2 separate regions of the Arachis hypogaea genome follow, and region 1 is linked to region 2. Evidence: chromatin contacts called from public Hi-C data. All regions are on one chromosome and are shown on one strand. Each heading gives the region's core, a stretch centred on a gene start, on an enhancer-like site or on the middle of the called end of the contact. The rest is flanking DNA. Distances are from core to core; before and after follow the strand shown.

Region 1 (2,795 bases), core at 189-2,688, 85 kb before region 2:
CAGCATGTGCTGCAGTTTGACGTGGTTACAGATCCAAGACCTTTCCATGAGTACCTGGATTGGTGGTATCAATACGGCATGAGATTCTTGTTGCCTGAGCTCTTCCTAGGTGGTCTCAGGACAACTGCAATTTCAGCGCAGGTGATACATAGAGGTCCTGGACGAGTCCCTGTGATTGACCAAATTCCAGATGTTCCAGACAACCGTCAGGTTGCGCAGAGGCAGCGTGTAGGGACATGATCGAGCCAGCGTGAGTGGATTCAGTTGGAGGAGGCCATCAATAATAGAATGGAGGGGAGGGGTCATGGGAGGCGAGGTAGGAGGTCTCGTGGAGTGCGAGGAGCTATAGGTCGTAGTCGTGGTGGAGCCTAACACAGAGGTAGAGGCAGGCAGGATGATAGTAGTGCTGAGGACGACGATAGTGGTGACGGAGATGACGGAAGTGACGACGACAGTCATCGAGGTGGAGGAGGTAGTGACAGTGGTGGGGGGTACGATGGTGGGAGCGGGGGTGGTTAACCGATTAAACTAGTAGAATTTTTTAAAGGTTAATTGATTAAAAATAACAAAATATAAAAAATAACTTTTTTAAAAAAATATATATTTTGCATAAATATATTATTTTATTATATCTCATTCAATTCTGATTAAATATTAGTTGAATTTTAAATTTTTGAATTTTTAAATTTATTGGTTTGGTGATTGGTTTAATTTTCAGATTTTTTTTATTTTTATGAATAAAAATTATATTTTACTCTTTTTACGATCTATAACGACCTTATTGGCAGCTTTTCTATTGTGTACTACAAGATACTTAGTTGAGACTCGAAGCTAGGTTGGGTTGGCCTTGCCCTTACTATGTAGCCCTAATAACTCAAGCTTGAACTAGCTTATTTATAAATAATATATATCTCAATCAAAACTATTAGCTTCAAGTAGTGCGCAAACTAAATTATCTTAAGTAACATCTTGAATTTGATCGAATCCAAGATTCCTTCATGTATTAATTTCAAGCATTTGCTACGCTACTATGGTCAGTACTAGCTACTTCTCAATTATTGATGTCACAATGCTATGCATATACATAGCATTTTTATCACCGAGTTTACAATGAAAAGCTATAAAAAGAAACAAACTTTAGAAAAACATCATATCTGTAATAATAAACTATATAATTTGTTTGGACCACTCTTTTCATATGCATGTTATTCGTTTAGAATATATTGTATATTATATATTAATGTCAATTGTCAGTTGCGGTTGTGCTGGAAACCAATGAATCATCACACCAATCTCCCTACGATTTTTAAGATTAGGTGCCACAAAAAAGGGAAAAAAAAAAACACCAATACTAGCGATTTCTGTGAAATACCCTTTAGGTCCTTGTCCCTTTCATTTCATCATGTTCACGAGTCCCACAATAACCCAACCCTTAACCAATATAATGTAACCTACATATAATCTTGAAGATAATCTAAAGTAAGCTAGATACAATACAACAATTATTCTAGACTTGACATGTTATTAAATAATTTAGTGTTGGATTAATTAATCCCCCTAGCTAGGTGACATGAATCATCCAATAATTCGAGTTGTTAAGACATAAAAAGACAATTGGTTCGTTCTAATGGGTGACGAACACCAAACAGAAATTGTGGCATATTCTGCCCGCAATTTACTGTAGTGCATGTAACAAGTGGAGAGAGAGAGAGGTGAACTGAAACTAATTAATACATTATTAAAATACAAAAATGAGATATTGCATGCTAATCAGTAATTAATGTACTGTGCCTAACCACCTATGTCTTTAAACCAATCAATTTAGTGAATTTACTATAGGCTATATATATAGGCAGATCCTACTTTTGGGTGAAAATGACAAAATATATAGGAGGATCAGCAAATTAAAATCCAAGTTTTCTATAATAATAATATAATTGCTACCTACGTGGCTCTTTGAATCAAATATAATTTTATCTGTGTCCTTCTCTGGGGAACTCATTGTATTGTTCCGGTATCCATCTTTGACTAATAACGGATTTTCAGCATGTATGATAGTAGGGTTTATTATTTCTAGTGGTAAATTTGAAAGATATATATATATATATATATAATTTTGTCAAATTAATATTTGAAGAATGTTAGAAAATTAATAAAATTTATTGTTTTTGTCTAATAGTTAAATATCAATGTATAAAAATATAGACTAATTAAAAACATGTTATTGAATTACTAAACTAAATGAGTTGGATGAATAACTAAAAAAAACAAAATTTTGCTGACCTTTGAATATTTTTTTTAATATTTAATGAGTAATCAGAGATAGTAATTTATTTATAATAGAATTATTTATTTGCACTAATAACATTATTAGTATTACAATTTAACTATATGGTATAATAAAGATAAAGATATATTTTAGTAGTATAATAATAATAAAATAAACACAGAAATTAGTCTTTAAAAAAATTTAATTCAAACGTTTTAGTCTTTAATAAATTTTTATTTCCTGTAACTACTCCTCAAAAATTATTCATGTTGGATATATTGGTCTGGTCATTGTTTTGATGGGGATTAATTTATTTTATTTGTTTAACACGCAGATTAAAAAATTTAATTGAAAATGACGAAATGATTAATTTATCTGATAAAAATAATTTTCAAATAGTTCCAGTGAAAAAAAATTGTTGTAAACTAAAATATCCAATCTAAAATTCTTTAATTAAAACCAATTTGAATATTTATTCCAAAAAAATTTTAATTTTTAACCTATTCAACACAATGAAAATTTAATT
Region 2 (2,775 bases), core at 80-2,579:
CCAGACCTGAGTTCTTTCACAGTTTTGTTATAAGCTTCGGTATAAGGTCCACATTGTTTGTGTAGAGCTTCATATTTTCTTAACCTAGAAACAAGGTAAGAAGAAGGTTTAGGTGATAGTCCTTTGTGATAATTGGCTGATTGATACCTGCTGAGACAAGATCTTTCATCGAATCCATCGATTAGAAGGCCACCAATCAGTTTATCAATTGGCTTCTCAACAGAATCAGAGGAAATATTGTTCACACCTTCAAGTCACAGAACATCAAATTCCATTACTTAACAATGAATTCAAATAAATAGTAAAGCACTAAATCACAAGAAAGACAAATTTTTGGACATGGATAAATCAGTTCATTGAACTCAATGATGAGTTGAATTGAACATTTAGAAAGAGAATCAATCAAATGTAAGAACCCTAAAAAAGTTAAAATCTTGGCATCATAGAGTACCCTAGGGTAACAGTAGTGAAGTAAAACAATGCTTATACTTTCTGAATCAAAGTTCCATTTTGCTTAGAAAATTGAAATGCACCAGGCTAAGAATAAATTAAGCAAGTTAATCTTAAACCAAGTAGCTAACACAATGAAACATTGGGAATGATGAAGAAATTACCTTGTTGCTGAAAGACAGTAGTAGTAAGAGTGGGTGAAGCTTCTAGAACAGCATCAGAGGGAGGGTCTCTAAGAACAACAGAGAGTGAGAAGAGCACAGAGAAGAGCATGAAAGAAACAAGAAAGAACCCCATCAAACGCATAAGAGGGAGAGTAGTAGTATTATTCTTCTTCTCCAAATCTGAGGACAGATTCAGATTCAGATTCTTCAATGCATCATCAGTGTCACCACCTTCTTCCACATTCCTAATTGTAATGAGCCTTTTCATCACTTGCACATAGAAAGTTAAAGAGTAATAGGTGTGGTTCTTGCTTCAACAAGAGACACTGAACAATGATCTAAATCCAAAACTGATTAACTCATACATACAGTGTTGCTGTGCCACTAAGGTTAAGACATAATTTAATAGAGTCATTTGAAAAGAAACATTATAAAAATACCAAATATACATTAAAATATATTAAATACAAGCACATATAAAATTAATTACATAATTGATTCTTTATGTGCTCATATTACTTTTGTAATATACATCATTTTTGGATGATTTTTGTTTTCTTTAATAAGAATTAATAATACAATCCTAGTGTTTATGTAAAATTGGCTGTCGGTGGCTCTATTATGTTAATGTTACCTTCCACTACCAATCGCCATTATTTATGGCTATGTGTTGTCCGCCTCCTTCAATTTTAAAATAAAATAAAGTTTTTCATATAATGTCTCAATGACCGTTTTTTTTTTCTTTTGGTATTCTGTGAGTCTCACATTTCATGAATTAATTAAAGAATAGGAAAGTATTAGAGATTAATATCTATTTAAAATATAATAATTAAGCAGTTCAGTACACGAGATTTGAAGAGTGTTCTCACTAAGAACACCTAACTCTAAAGTTTCAGAGGTGATAACACGTTGTCCGCAATGAATAGTGTTCCTTCCATTAAAATGAAAATACAAATCCATTGCAATGTATTGGCTTTTGCATAAAGAAGCCTCCAAAAATTGTCGACTATCATCCAAAAAAAAAAAATTATTATCCTTTTAGCAAGACTGTTCGCGAAAATAACATCTCAGTGGACGAAGTAGTTACAGTGTTCCTTCAAAAAAAAGTGTAGAAGTGACGGCTTCGTTGGTCAAATTTTTTAACAAAATTAAATTCCAGATGCAAGTAGCATATCTTTCCGTTCATGTGTAAAGATTTGCGATTAATAAATGATTAGATTTGGAACATTCTATTTTGACGCTCATCGGAATTCTTTAAAAATCTCAGTTTTTTCTGCTCATTCCATTCATTAATAGAGGAACAACTCTACAGGTTACATAGAAAATATAAATCTATTGTTAATTGTACCTAGTAGAACTTTTGGTTGAAGCAGTTTTAGAGTGCAAAGAATGGCTGCAAAAATAGACTTGATCAGAGACATCAAACAAGCTTACTTGGTCATTAGTCGTGGGTGTTGCCCGATTGTATGAGTTTTCCAGCCAGTGAAACCAGAATGAGGTGTTTAACTTGGAGATGGTTTTGCAAGATGAGCAGGTATTGAATGAGTGATTATTATACATTGCATATTCTTCTTGAGTGCCTTTCTAACAAGTTTTAGTTTCTTGGGTTTTAAAATGTTTTGCAGGGTGATAGAATTCATGCAACGATATGCAAGCATGGGTTGGATTTGTTCAGGGAGAGAATAAAAGAGCATGCCATGTATAATATGCCAAATTTTATTGTGAAAATTAACAATGAGAAGGTAAGGATAACTGCTCATAAGTACAAGCTTAGCTTCTATACAAAGACAGACGTGGAAGTCCTTCCAATTGAGACTTTCCTTTTAACCCATTCAAAATGTGCCCATTTGCTGAACTTGAGGCAAATGCTCCAATGGATGAAAATTTGTTGTTTGGTACGTTACATCGACATACTTTTTATTTTGTTAAGATATGATCTTGAATGTTATTACAGGTTTATGTTTAAATGGCCTTATTGTGATATGCAGATTACATAGGAAAGGTTGTTGGAAAGGAAGAAGCTATGGGGATGATTACACGCACGAGTGAAGAAAGCAAGCGTATTGCACTACAATTGGAAGACCTAGAGTAATATTTACTATTTTGTCTCTCCTTTCAGTTGTATATTTTGTTTTTGTTTTGCAGTCATTTAATTCAGGCA

The links. A called contact is a pair of places that touch in the nucleus more often than the background predicts.
Region 1: a contact with region 2 is called in a Hi-C map of leaf, with 2.9 times the contacts expected there. The contact joins the enhancer-like site here to the promoter of LOC112710124 in region 2. A contact is called at or near these places in 5 of 8 Hi-C or Micro-C datasets (leaf and an unstated tissue).

Annotation. Positions count from the first base shown.
Region 1 is chr1:111,003,969-111,006,763 of arahy.Tifrunner.gnm2.J5K5, reverse strand. No RefSeq gene overlaps it. Among protein-coding and RNA genes, the nearest start is that of LOC140184047, 5.5 kb to the right of the region's middle. Within about 2 kb of position 1,438, at least 3 of the 3 cell types and tissues checked have open chromatin away from gene starts, as enhancers often do.
Region 2 is chr1:110,919,089-110,921,863 of arahy.Tifrunner.gnm2.J5K5, reverse strand. LOC112710124 (galactoside 2-alpha-L-fucosyltransferase) reads right to left here and starts at 1,329. Exons shown (of 2, transcript XM_025762237.3): 1 at 615-1,329; 2 at 1-247. The coding sequence starts at 882.